Regions from separate parts of the Mus musculus genome. Here regions 1 and 3 are each linked to region 2. A link is a contact called in public Hi-C and promoter capture Hi-C data. All regions are on one chromosome and are shown on one strand. The core of a region is the stretch at or near the end of the contact, and the rest is flanking DNA. Distances in the headings are between cores, read along the strand shown. Region 1 holds the start of Cbx2 (chromobox 2). Region 2 holds the start of Rbfox3 (RNA binding protein, fox-1 homolog (C. elegans) 3). Region 3 overlaps Rbfox3 (RNA binding protein, fox-1 homolog (C. elegans) 3).

The links. Promoter capture Hi-C pulls out the DNA fragments that hold promoters and counts their contacts. Hi-C and Micro-C count contacts between places; a contact is called where the count stands out from the background.
Region 1: a promoter capture Hi-C map of embryonic stem cells shows a contact between it and region 2, with 4 times the contacts expected there. The contact joins the promoter of Cbx2 here to the promoter of Rbfox3 in region 2. A contact is called at or near these places in 2 of 39 promoter capture datasets (embryonic stem cells and epiblast stem cells), 6 of 484 Hi-C or Micro-C datasets (cerebral cortex, embryonic stem cells and nephron progenitors), 1 of 115 datasets of contacts at active chromatin or transcription factors (embryonic stem cells) and 3 of 9 other capture datasets (adipose tissue, liver and pancreatic islet).
Region 3: a Hi-C map of cerebellar granule neurons shows a contact between it and region 2, with 2.2 times the contacts expected there. The contact joins the enhancer-like site here to the promoter of Rbfox3 in region 2. A contact is called at or near these places in 1 of 39 promoter capture datasets (hippocampal neurons), 6 of 484 Hi-C or Micro-C datasets (cerebellar granule neurons, cerebellum, cerebral cortex and 1 more), 4 of 115 datasets of contacts at active chromatin or transcription factors (embryonic forebrain, embryonic hindbrain, neural progenitor cells and 1 more) and 3 of 9 other capture datasets (adipose tissue, liver and pancreatic islet).

The regions. Positions count from the first base shown.
Region 1 is chr11:119,020,454-119,024,740 of GRCm38.p6, forward strand. It overlaps Cbx2 (chromobox 2), which reads left to right and starts at 2,568. Exons shown (of 5, transcript NM_007623.3): 1 at 2,568-2,727; 2 at 2,805-2,848; 3 at 3,722-3,787. The coding sequence starts at 2,656. It overlaps Gm35829 (a long non-coding RNA gene), which reads right to left and starts at 3,386. Exons shown (of 3, transcript XR_389218.4): 1 at 2,820-3,386.
Region 2 is chr11:118,907,370-118,911,515 of GRCm38.p6, forward strand. It overlaps Rbfox3 (RNA binding protein, fox-1 homolog (C. elegans) 3), which reads right to left and starts at 2,203. Exons shown (of 15, transcript NM_001039167.1): 1 at 1,935-2,203.
Region 3 is chr11:118,830,328-118,834,849 of GRCm38.p6, forward strand. All of the region lies in intron 1 of Rbfox3 (RNA binding protein, fox-1 homolog (C. elegans) 3), which reads right to left. Among named protein-coding and RNA genes, the nearest start is that of Gm11750, 47 kb to the left of the region's middle. Within about 2 kb of position 1,739, at least 7 of the 459 cell types and tissues checked have an H3K27ac peak or open chromatin away from gene starts, as enhancers often do. A contact at or near this core is called in cerebellar granule neurons, cerebellum, cerebral cortex and 1 more, where this site is marked.

The sequences.
Region 1 (4,287 bases), core at 1,318-3,817, 110 kb after region 2:
CGTGTATGTGTGCTGCAAACAGGCTTCTCTTCAAGAGAGATGAGCATTTTCCCTCAGCCTCTACTTCCCTTTTTTTATTTTAAAGATTTTTAAAAATTTTATGTGTATGAGTGTTTGCCTGCATGTATGTACATTTACCATGTTTTCCTGGTGCTCTTGGGAGCCACTAGAAGCCATGCAATTCCCCGGAGTTACAGGCAGCTGCGAGCTGCCCGATATGGGAACTGAGAACAGAACCCAGGTCCTCTGTAAGAGCAGCAAGTGCTCTTCACTGCTGAGCCATCTCTCCAGCCCATACTTACCTGTCTTAACAGGATTCCAACCTCTCTCAACTACACAAGGCAGAGAGGGACCGGAGCTCAGCAGCCAAGTGCTTGCCTAGCGTGCTCCAAGCCCTGGGTTCAATCTTCAGGATTGCCAGAAAACAAAAGTAAAACTGAAGGCTTGTCCATGTTGTATGGCACCAACCAAGACAGTCACTCCCAGAATGGACTCCTCGGGGCCTAGACTTCATTGCCACGGGATTTGATTTATCTCTTCTATGTGGTCTTTAAACGTTCCAAGGTTATTGCTATGCACAGATAGTCTGGGGCTGACTTACAGGGCTTTGTTTTCACTTAGAATCTCCTCAACCCAGATCTTTGTATCTTGTGGACCGTCTTGGTGTCCTGTAGGTGACGATGAGCGTCAGGTGGCCATTAGAAGTTCAATGAAATAAAAGGACACACAATTTCAAATCCCATTCCTTCTGCACCAGTCAGTAGACAGTGAGGACCCTGGTGTCCAGGGCTCATACCAGTCTGGTCAGACCGCTGCTAAAGACTCGCTTCAGTATCTAGTGTTGCTGGCACCGGTCAACGCAGATTAGCTGCTTATGAAATAAATGAAAGAACCAGTCTAACTTATCCTACTACGCCAAAGATGTGAGTCAGAGATGCCACAAATTCTGAATCACGCCTTGGCTGCATTGATAATGGCTCCGTTCCAGTCAAGTCTGTTGTATCTGTTTCTCCAAATTAATTATTTTAACTACTCTCTCCCCCAACTAGGTTTTCATGGTTGGACAGATAAGATATATGACAGACATATTTCAGGTAAAGAGACTTATTTTTTTCCAATGTGTTCATATTAGGTTCTTGGCTACTTCTCGCCAAACAAGAAAGAACTGTATTTTTAAAGTTCTTTGCTCTTAAAAAATAAGTAAGCAACTGTGTTGGTATACCCTGTTCCAGAAAGGGAATAGTGGGCAGATTCTAACAGTAAATGTGACACCCCATAGAATCCCGAAGCGCAAGCAGCAGTTGAAATGGATCCAGCTATTTATAGGATTACAATAAGCACACCTTTGTACAGCGCAACCATTTACTGCCCAGCTGATCTGAACAGGGACAAAAAGAGCTGTCTGGGAGACTTCAGCGGCTCTCTTCCCCCTTGCTTCATCCACTACTGCACCAAGCACCTAAATGAGCAATCATTGCGCTCTCAAGAAGGAAAAAAGAAGGAAAAAAAATGTCTCTTTCCCTGCCCCCTCTGCAAACAGCTGCGAGCTCTTTCCAAAGCAGATTTAACCAACCAACTAAACTGAAGAATACCCTAAAACCCAGTGGTTTCCCGATATTCGTTTCTTAGGGCAGAAAGCTTTACAACCAAAAGATATTACTCCTTCATAAATAGGTTCACGGTTACGTGAAGACAAGGTCCTACAAAGGTGTGACTTTGGATTCGCAGCCTGTTCAAGAAAGAGGCAAAACCAGAAAGCGAATTTTCATTGGATTCTGCTTTATTAAATGAGAGAACGCTTCTTTCATCATGTGCTTGACTCGCTTCAAAACTTACAAAGGAGACTGTTCAACGGAATTTATGTCTGAGCGGGAAAATAAATGGGTAGGGCGCCTAAGCCATGGCGACCTGGGAGGACCGGGGCCACCCCTGGAAATTGATCCAAAGGACTTTACTAGCAGAGCTAGCAAGCAGTGACAAGAATCCAGTTACACCCAAGTCTGCACACCGATCCCTCTGGCCCACGTCGACGTCACCAAAATCGTGAAATAAACTAAGAAAAAAATCAAGTTGGTTGTGTCCCCACGCGCGTACTAAAAGTCGGGGAACTAGGTCCCATTTTCACAACTCTTTAGTTAAGAGTTCGGAGTTCAGTCTTCTTCCAGTGACCTGAATTTTTCATCTACAACCTTAAGTAGAGTTTCGAGGCTCCTTTTTCGGTGTCCCCTCCCGAACCCCGTACTTTTCCACTCTTTTTGTACCCCTGACTGGTAGAGGACTAGTGGGGAGCAGCGCCCCTCACTGGCGGGGGCAAGAAGCGCCGCGTGCTCCCCGCTTCGCCGCCCTCTGGCCAAACAATAGCTTTCCGCAGGGACCTGCGATCCGGAGCGGCCGGACCCCAGGATTCCCGGAGCACGCAGCCTCCCGACACAGTGCAGAGAGCGCCCAACCCCACGGACTGGTCCCCGCCGCGGCTACCACGAACAATGCGCGCCCCGCCCCGCGCGCCCGGCGCGCCTATTGGCCCGGCGGCTGCGGGTAGAGCAGCGCGGGCGACTCCGGCGCGCGTGCGCGGGGCGGGGCGCGGCGGGGGCGGCGCTTTGTGTGCAGCAGTGAGCCGGGGTCTGCGGGGCGCGGGCCGCGGCGGGCGGCGGCATGGAGGAGCTGAGCAGCGTGGGCGAGCAGGTCTTCGCCGCCGAGTGCATCCTGAGCAAGCGGCTCCGCAAGGTGCGTGAGCCCCCGCCCGCTCCCCGCGTGCGCCTGGCGCTCTGCGGGGCTAACCGCCCGCTCTTATCTCTCCGCAGGGCAAGCTGGAGTACCTGGTCAAGTGGCGCGGCTGGTCCTCCAAGTGAGTCTCCGGTGCGCGGCCGCCTTCCCGCGCGCGCCTCCCGGCCTGGGTGGGAACCCTCGCATCGCAGGCCCGGGCGGGAAGTCCTGTGCCTCGGGACCCAGAGGACTCTGGCCGACTGGCGCTGCCCTTTGTTTACGAGCCCACGGGGAGCGAGCAGGGCGGCCTCCAGCCCCGAGTCCCTGGAGCCCGGCCCGCCTCCGCGCCGCGCGCTTCTGGCGCCCATTTGTTGCATGCGCCCCCGCCCAGGAGCTGGCCGCGGCTGGCGCGGGACGCGGGCCCCCTCCCCTTGCCCAAGTTATCCTGCTGTAACCTGAGCTTCCTACTGGTGGGAGGGCTCCCCCACCTACTCCTACCCCCGGCCCGAGCTTGCTTTCTTCTCAATGAGGGACGGGGACCCGGCCTTCTCCGGAAAGGGCTTCCTTTGTAGCTGCCCCGCCACCCTCCTTCCTGAGCCCCATCCCCTCCAGATACCACTCCCCAAACCCGGTGCCCTGCCCGCGCTCTCGGTGGTATCCTCCACTTTGTTCCGTCTGTGCCCCCCGGCTCCCCCTCCCCTACCTGCCTTCCCTCCCCTCCCTGGCTCCGGGCCAGGCCCAGGGGATTCCCTCGGCAGCTTTGCTCTTTGTTGGGGTTTGTTTTCCTCCCAGTGTAGACTGTCGAGTCCTCTCCTGGCCTGCTGGGGTTTGAGGTGGCAGTTTGCCTGTGGGTTTGAGGCTGGGATGCTAACTAACTTTAAGGACTTCTAAGACCTCAGAGGACAGCCTCTGCCGCAGTGCCCCTTGTCCCAGCGGGGCTGTGGGAGCTGTCCCCGGCAGCCCACCTGGATGCTGCTCACCAGCCCGCCCACCCCCCTTTGCTTTGCTTTTCCAGACACAACAGCTGGGAGCCAGAAGAGAACATTTTGGACCCGAGGCTGCTCCTAGCCTTCCAGAAGAAGTGAGAACTCTGGAGGAGGGGAGAGTTGGGTGGAATTGGCTGGTGACACAGTGGCCTGGGGCTGTGGTGTGGGGAAGCCTGTGGTGGAGCACTTTAAGGCCTCACAGACAGCCTCTGGTTTCTCTTGGCCTTTTCTGTGGAGTAGCTTTTGGTCGGCACTAATAGCACTTGAAGCTGGAAGCTTGTTGTAAAAAGCACACCTCTGCCCCTGCCACGGTGTGCGTGTGCCATGGTGCAGGAGAGGGAGGGCCCAGAGTGCAAAGTCATGTGTTTGATGTTTTGCCCAAGCCTTGAAAGTGCTGAGGTCACTTCTGTAATTACAGTTCTTACGTCCCGCCTCGGGGTGGGGGGGGGGGCACGACTCATTGAGATAAGGATCCTGTGAGATGGTGTTGGGAAGGGCATGTTGGGCTGGGGGACAGGGAGGTGGGTTTCACCGGCACCTTCCCTCTGCAATGCCTCTGTCCATAAAGCAGATGAATGTCTGCTCAGAAACCTCC
Region 2 (4,146 bases), core at 953-3,452:
GAGGCGGCAGCTCGATCCTCCCTCTGGGCCCAGGGGAGCTCCTCGCCCGCGGGGGACGAGGGGCTGGCTCTGAGAAGGCGCCCCCTGCCCCACATGCCCACCCTACAGCGGCCCTGACCACCTCGCCAGCGCCTCTCTTCCACCAGCAGGCGCCTTCTCTACAACTTTCTCCCTTCCCAGTAGTCGCTCACCTGGAGGGTCTGGTTTTAATTAGTGTAATATCCCCGTTACCAGCGCAGCCTGATTAAGACATCCGCCCTGATCCGCGATGCGCACTTAATGAGCTCAGTCTGCCATAATGTTTGTACTTTTTTTTTTCATTATTTTTTGCAGACCAGTAAAACCAAAGCTGATTTCTGCTGAAAGACCTCATTACCCGAGACCCTACTCCATTAGCCCCGTACCTGCTCTGGACCCTAGACTCCCCGATGCGCTCCCGAGGCGTCCCCAGCTTAGCCGGCGTTTGTGACAGAAAATTAACGACCCTGCGCGCACCAGAAGGCACTTCACCTCCAGCCGGAGGAGGAAGGGACTTGCCCAGAAGAAGAAAGGATCCCTCAGTCCCTGTCCATAGCTCCCACTGTGGGTGTCTCGCACATCGAGAGACTACTGGCGCCACCGGCGTCCTTTTTAAAAGTGACCATTAAATAATTAGAGTGCGTCTGAAAAGCAGAATCCAAAAGGGGGAGCGGGGATGTGGCTCGGCCATCCTGGACCCTCCTCACCTCGCAGCCCACACACACTAGCCGACGTCAGTGAGCTTCGTGAACAGCCAACCAACCCCCAATCTCATGCAAGACCCAAGATCCTGGGTCTGTTCCAGCTGTCTAATAGGGTCTCAATGCCCCCCCCCCGTGCTGGTCGCGTCTTGCTCCGGGTACAGACTGGGTGCGGGACCTGGGTGGCCAGGACACTGAAGGGCTGCATGCCAATGGATAGGGGCGAAGCTTCATCAGGGAGCTCCCAGAGGACCGCCGGCCTGAAGCCACCCCCTGACACCTTTCTCCTGAAGAAGACAGCCCCAGGAGAATCCCACCACCTCCCGGGGCCACAAGTCAGAAAGTTTGGGCTAGGGTTGTGCAGGCCACCTTAGCAAAGCTTTCCCAGCCGGGCTGTCCCAGCCCTGTAGCTGTGCCAAAGCGAGCAGTAACCTCCGATCCTTGCTCACGCCTCTGGGAAGACTCGGCCCCGAGCGCCCCCCAGCTCGCGGACTAGAGAGCCCTGTGCGCCACCCGCGCCTGTTCCACGCGTGCCGCTATGCTGAGGGCTCTGGTCCTCCCGAGAGAGCCGAGGAGGACCTCAGTCCTCCCACAACTCCTTGAGGTCATCAGTCAGTCCCCTCGGCCGGCTCTCCTCCTCCTGGACCCCAGCAGCCCTCCCGAGCCTGAGGATGGCGAGAGTCGCACGCCGTAGCGCATCAGGGTCGCCAGCCGTGCTTCCAGCCCTGCGGGTTGGGGCCGCCTCCCTGATGCGCCCCGCGGGCCGGGATCTCCGTGCGCCACGGCTTCCCCCCAATCCTGGGAGTTCCCAGAGCCGGGCATTGTGCCGCCGCCGCCGCCGCCGCCGCCGCCGCCACGGGCACGCAGCGCGCGGGACTCCCCGGTGTCTCCATGGAGCCTGACCCCGGGCCTTCCCATTTACAAAATCTCCCCTCTGGTTTCCCAGGGGAGCCCGGAGCCCGGAGCCACGACCCCAGCCCCCGCACAACTCGGGAACCCCGACCTCGCGCGCAGACCCCTGACCCCCAAGGGCGCCACCCCATCCTCGCGCGACCTCAGGTCTGTCCCCAGCCACGCTCCGCAGCCCCGCGTCCTCGCCGGCCCCGCCTCCCACTGCGGGGTCCCGTGCGCCCCTCCCCGGGCCGTGCCCACAGTCCCAGCCGGCCCCTCGCGATGGTCGTGACCGAGGTGGAAGCCCAGGGTCTGGCTACTCACGGGTTCAGCGTTCCCCACGGCAGGTGACGGGGCCCTGGCGGCCATGCCCCGGCTGCATCCCGGCCGCCCCGGCGAGCCGGCGGCAAGGGGCGCGAGAGGCCGGGTTGGAGCGGCGGTGGCTGCCGCGGCGTCTCCGGAGACCACGCGAGCTGCTGGGGCAGGCGCCCGACTGCTGTCCGAGGAGGTTTCCGCCGGTTCCGGAGCAACGGCTCCGTGTCCCCGCTCCGCTTGCCTCGCCGACTCTCTCTCTCTCTCTCTCTCTCTCTCTCTCTCTCTCTCTCTCTCTCTCTCTCTCTCTCTCTCTCTGCCACCCCCCCCTCGTTCCTCTGGCTGGCTCGGCTGAAGCGAGAAGGCAGCAGGAGCACGCGGCGGCGGTGGCGGTGGTGGTGGCGGCTGCACGGGCGGAGCGCGCAGCTCGGCGAGGGAGGGAGGGGGCTCCGGCGGTCGCGCGGCCAGGGAGGGCGGCGAGGCAGGGAGGGCCGCGAGCCAGCTGAATGTGGCCACAGGAGCCCTGGAGTCCCAGCTCCAGCCTTGGAGAACGGGGATGCGTAGGCTGGTGAGACTTGTAGGGCACCCTAGAGCTCAGAAGGAGCTGGGCTCCTCCGAGCTCACCACCACCACCACCGCTGTGGTCTCACCTCCCCTTCCTCCCTCCCTTCTTCTGGGCGACCTCAGTGTAAGTCATCACTAGCAACACTTAGCAGGACCCCTGCACCCTCGTTCCACTGGGACCGGTTTCTCTCGCTCTGCCCAGGGGTCCCTAGAAAGACTTGGTCGCTGAATGGCAGGAATGGATGTCCCCTCCCCCACGCCTCTCCAGCTAGTCTGCAGCGCCCGCGCCTAACTGGCCACTGGGGAAGACCCTTAATAGGCCTGGAGTTCCATGCCTTGCCTTCCTGAGAATCACAGAGCAGGCGGGGAGGCAGGAGGCCTACCCTGGAACAGGACACAGGGAGGACACACTTGTCCCCGCTGATAATCCTATGGCCTTAAATATTTCCATCCAGGTCAGTTAGGAGAACCTAAAACCAGAAGAGTTCCAGCCTCCCCCTAACCCAGGGAAAGGGAGTCTAGCGTGGTCTGAGGTCCGGCATCTCTAGTCTTGGGAAAAGAAAGGGGTTGGGAGGCAGGCATTGCCTCTGAGCTGTCAAGATGAGACCCAGGTACAACAGTGGGGCTAGTTACTGGCATTCAGCCCCAGAAGTGAGCAAAGAGGCTAGATGATACCCAAAGGCTTTAAACTGGATCCAGATACTGTTCTATATGAAAGACGAAAATAAAAGACAATCACCATGCAGTGCCTGGACTCTGGGACCTGCACTCTCAAAGGACATTTGCAATCTAAAAAACAAAAAACAACAACAACAAAACAAACAACAACAACAAAACATGATTAAAAAACAAGCCTGATACACGTTGCTGGATGCTGTTTGTAAAACCATCAGCTTCTTGCACCTAACTAAGCTTCCAGTGTGAGGCACATACCACGGAGCCTGGGGCCCTGTGGGTAGGGCAGCTAGACAGAGTAGAGAAGAGGGAGAATAAGAGAGGCCCTGAGGTGCTCTCTGGCTTGCTGGGCTGCACACTGCCTTCCCTACAGAGTGAGGGCAGACGGTGTCCAGGCTGAGTGACTGTTGCCTTCTCAGGAGCTTTTAATTCTGCTCCTTCGGCCTGTCTGGGCCATCGATCTGTCTTGCCCAGTGGGAATCACGTGCTTTAGAGCACGTAAGCAGTCGAGTCCTGCAGCCGAATATAAATGCCTTGTCTCTGGCACAGTCGCAAGGGTCCCTGAAGCGGCCCTAGCCCCAAATTTGAGATGGCACAGTTCTGCCCCCATGGACCAACTGTTTCTCTCTGTGTGGCCTGGTGATCCAAGCTTTCATGGCATGGGACTGCTGGCTAGGCCCATCCACACCAATCTCTAGGCTGTCTTGCCTCTCTGGGCCAACGGTGAGTCCCTCCTGGTTCTTCTGTCCTGAGAGCCCTTCCCGTCTGGTCCAGTTCCCACTGCCCTTCTGATCCCTCTCTTAGAACCCTCCCAGAGACCAAGGTCTGCTTCCCCATACTGCACTGCACAAGCTGTGAGCTTCAAGTGGAAGGGCTCAGGACTGAAACTCTAGTCACACACCCACCTCTGGAGGCCATTCCCAAAAAGGTCTGCAGGTGGCACCAAGCCTTCTTCCAGTCTCCAGACAGGTTCCAGCCAAACAGC
Region 3 (4,522 bases), core at 489-2,988, 78 kb before region 2:
GTTGGTAAAGGGCTTGCTTCACAAGCATGAAAACCTGGGTTGGATACCCAGGCCCCAAGGGGAAACACTAGGGAGGCAGAAACAAACATCCCTGAGGCTCTCCTACCAATGAGAATTCTGACCAATGAGTAACTGGCAAATTCAAGGCCAACGAACGACCTGGTCTCAAAGGTGAACAGTGGTGCTGAGGCTGACAAGCAGGTTGACTTCTGGCCCTTAAACACATGTACACCTGCATACATGTGTGCACGCATGCAGGCATGTTACTCTCTGAACCCAGAGAGTAACAAACCCTATACATACTGTTTGATCTTGTACATACAGACCTATGCTAAGATTTAAAAATGAAACACGCTAAGAAATTTGATCTAGGTGGATGGCTGAGCAGGTAAAGGGCTTGCCATGCACTTTACTGAGTTCAGTCCCCACCTAAAAAGCTACACGCAATGGTATCCATCTGTGTATCCAACAGTGGGAGGCAGAGAGTCAGGTCCCAGGGGGTTGCCAACCAGCCAGTCTATCTGAAACGGCCACAGACAGCATACTGCACATGCAGTGAGAGGGCTGATTTCAAAACACGTGGGTAAGAGGAGATTAAGGACGATTAAGACATCCAGTGTTGACATGGGGGGAGGAGGGAGGGTGTGATGCTCATGTGCACATACACACACACACATGTGCACACATGCACACACACAAAACAGAAAGGAGGGGGGATTAATAGTCATAACTAATAGTGAAATAGGACAGTTATAAACATATATTATGAAATTGCTGGTGCTCTAGCTTCTCTTGTGCTACCCAGCAGCCACATCTATCCCGTGACAGTCTGATGACTGAAATGGCTACTAAGTAAACAGCAATGACTACTAAGTAACAATGGCTACAAAGGAAACAGCAATGGCTACTAAGTAACAATGGCTACTAAGGAAACAGCAATGGCTATTAAGTATATAACAAGGAATAGTACATACAATGTAATGGAAGGGGGTGACTGACACCTAGGGTAGATGGAGCAGGACAACAGGAGATTCACCCTATGAGAGCTCTGTGAAACTTAAAACTTAGCAATATTCATTTCTGGAATATTCCACTACAGCCAAGTGCGGACTCCTGAGTATTGCTGCCATCTGTTAAGTGGTTGGTCGCTGTATGGTACCAAGCTCAATGCTCTACCCTCATTCAGTCTATGCCACAAAGGTCTGTCATTGCTTCATTTCCAGTTTGGGGCAGGAAGGCTGAGAAGGAATTGTCTAGGTCACACATACTGGGATGTGGTGGAGGGAGGGTACTTCCTGATCCTCACCCCCATGCACATCACACCTGTAAGTTCCAACCTTGAAAGTTCCCAGTTTAGCATGGAGACTAAACAAGGAAACAAAGATACCTGGGGAAGAGAAGAGAAACTAGGAAAGGAAAAAAAAGAAACAGATCCTCCAAGAGCTGCTGGCAGAAAGAGAAAAGGCCTGGGCTTTTCTGGGGGAGGCTGCACAGGAGCATAAAGAAAGGGGGCAGCAGAGGCCGAGATATGAGCAGTGGCCAGGCTGAGGCTAGGGCCGGTTACCTGCCTGGCCAGATGGAGCACCTTCAGAGGAGGAACCGAGGGTGCAGAAACTCTGGAATTGTCACTTGGCTCCCATGATCCCCAAATCACGAGCCAGAGGAACACCCAGGAGGATGTGAAGTGGCCATCTGCTTGGGGTGCTGGGAAGCGGGTGTTGCTGGGCACAGAGCTGAGCACGTGACCTCCTCCCTCCGAGCCTGTCCTCAGGTTCCTCATACTGTTTAACTCCCCTCCAAGGATGAGCCTCCAAGTAGCCCAGCTCAGCACCCCAAGATCTTGGACCCAAGTGGGGAGAGAAAAGGAGATAGGAATAAGGTCACACAGAGGCCAGTAAGGAATAAGCTGAGCTGACCCCTTCGCATCTGCTCCACCCTGTGTGTTACAGAGGTGGGGGGGTGGGTCAGAAACCACAATCTCATGGAATGCAGGGCAGGGTTCTTCATCATTGAAGAGAAGGAGGCACTGGAATTCAGTCTTCTCCCTATGGAAGCTGTCTCTGGGTGACATGGAAGTGGGGAGTAGGGGGCAAAAACCTGACCCTGTGCTGCTAACTCAGAGGCCTAAAAGGTCTCTAGACCAGTCCTCTACTGATGGCATGGCATCTCCAAGGATGTCTGCCTAGGGGTAGTTATGGCTGATGTCATCACAGCCTGATAATCTAAAAGATCCATCCGGGAAATGGCAGAGCTCCTGCATGAACTCTGATACACTTGGGACCACTGTGGGTGGAGTCAGAGGAACCTGGCCAGAGGTGAGGCTCTGCTATCTACTGACAGAGGTGACTGCCTCCCCTACAGACCAGAAGGAACATGAGTGAGAACCCATAGCCCCTGGATACTGCCTGCTCCTGCTAGATTCTTACATTCAACACCCTCATCTCCTACGTTAGACAGTTGTCCTGGGCCCACGTATATCTTTCATTGTGCATGGATGACCCTAGGCAACCCCATTAGGATGTACCAGGGACATTAGCACTGCCATCCCCAGCTTCACGGCATCCTTTCCACCTGCCATTTGAGGGAGTTCAGACTGGAAGATTCAGGCTCCCAGCAGCACAGTCCTGAGTCAGATGCAAGAAAACCATTATGCATGCCAGTCTTGTGGAGTCACCGAGTATAACTTTAGCTGGTGAGATGGACTGGAACACTAGGGATCCGTATTTCAGCCTTGGGGGAGGGACAGAGGAGGAGGGATAGTCCTGCTGGCTGCCTCCCAGCCATCCTGTCCACCTCAGTGGTCAATGTGGACCTGGGACAAACAGAAGGCTTCCCTTCCCAGAGCCAGGAGGCACGCCCCCACTGCCGTGCCTCCCGTGGCTTTACCGTCTGCACAGGGGAGCTGAAATCAAGGTGTTCTCTGAGTAACAGCTTTGAAGCAGCAGCATGACACCACTAGACTTTACCCCGGATAAGCTATTCACTTGACCACACCCATTCTGCAAGGCAGGGAGTGTGGACCTGGCTCTCAGGAGAAGCTGGCTATAGGCTACAGCCCCCAGAGGACTTGTCCCAGGATGTCATCAGTGAAATCTTGTCAGAGGGTCCAGAGACTCACCTAACAGAGAGGAAGTACCACAGTCATCGTTGAACACATCTGGAAGGCCTGGCTCAGTGAATACTGCTCTTCCTGACCTGGGAATCCCACAGGGTTAACAAGGCCCCTGAGCAAAGAGGTTCAGGCCAGTTTTTCCCCCAGAACCCTCTGCCAAAAGGCTCGCTCTGTCTCTGTCTCTGTCTCTGTCTCTGTCTCTGTGTCTATCTCTGTCACTGTCTCTCTCTCGCTCTCTCGCTCTCTCTCTCTCTAACTGATGTCCAGTCTGGGATAGATGTCCAGTATCAAGGACACAAGGAGGGACTATGGGCCTCAGAGTCCAAGTTTCCACAACAGAAGCTTTGTCAGAGGCCTGCAAATGTCCTGACAGGACGAGAAGCATCTGTGACCCCAGCAGTCATTCAAAGGAACAGGGTGGGGGTGGGGAAGGTGGCAGGAAGCGGGAAAACAGTGCCACCCCTGAGCCCCTGTGGGGACTGAGAGGACCTGCTAGGGCACACCCAACAGGAGCAGCTACCCTGGGCCAGCCTCATCCTTCAAGGAAACTGCTGGGGCATGCAGGGGCCTTTCTAGAGGTTTATGTGCTTTTTATTAATCAATCTCATGGGGCAGCATAGATGCCCTTCCTGGAGGGTCTGCAAGAGACCCAACCTTTGTCCCTTGGGCTTGAAGGTAGGTACAGTGAGAAGTCCCACATCACAGGACAAATGCTCACTCTGCCAGGGCAGAGAAGGGACCAGGATGTGTGGCAATGACAGCAGCTGCTTCACTGGAGATTTGCCTGCAGGGGGCCACTTGGGCCTCACCTCAGGGATGTCTGCCTCCCTCTGCCTACCTTCTTCTGGGATAGGGAGCTGACTAATCTCCGCCTACCCACCCCCTCCCTGTTGCTCCGCCTTTCAACACTTCCTTCTTTCTCCCTGCTCCTCACTGCCTCTCCTGTAGGCCCCTGAGGCTCAGTTCAGGCTCTCTTGGAGCTGAATTGGGTTTTAATGACTCTGGTTGGGGTACAGCAGGCTGCCCTTCCCAGCCATTTCCCCCATGTTGTTGTAGAACTATGTTCTCTGGGCATGGCACAGTATGGTGTTTGAATGCGAATGGTTCCCATAGACTCACATGTTTGAATACTTGGTCTCTAGTTGGTGGAACTATTTGGAAAGGATTAGGAGGTGTGGCCTGGTTAGAGGAGGTGTGTCACTGGGAGATGTCTTGGAGGTTTCAAAAGACTCCCAGTGTGCCCCTCTCGCTCTCTGCCTTGTGGTTGGGGATCAAGATTATGAGCACTCCGCTGTTCCTATCTCAGCTAGCATGGACGTTAACCCTCTGAAAGCATAAGTCCAATTAAACTATGGATTTCACTGCTATGAATAGACACCATGACCAAGGCAACTGTTATAAAGGACAACA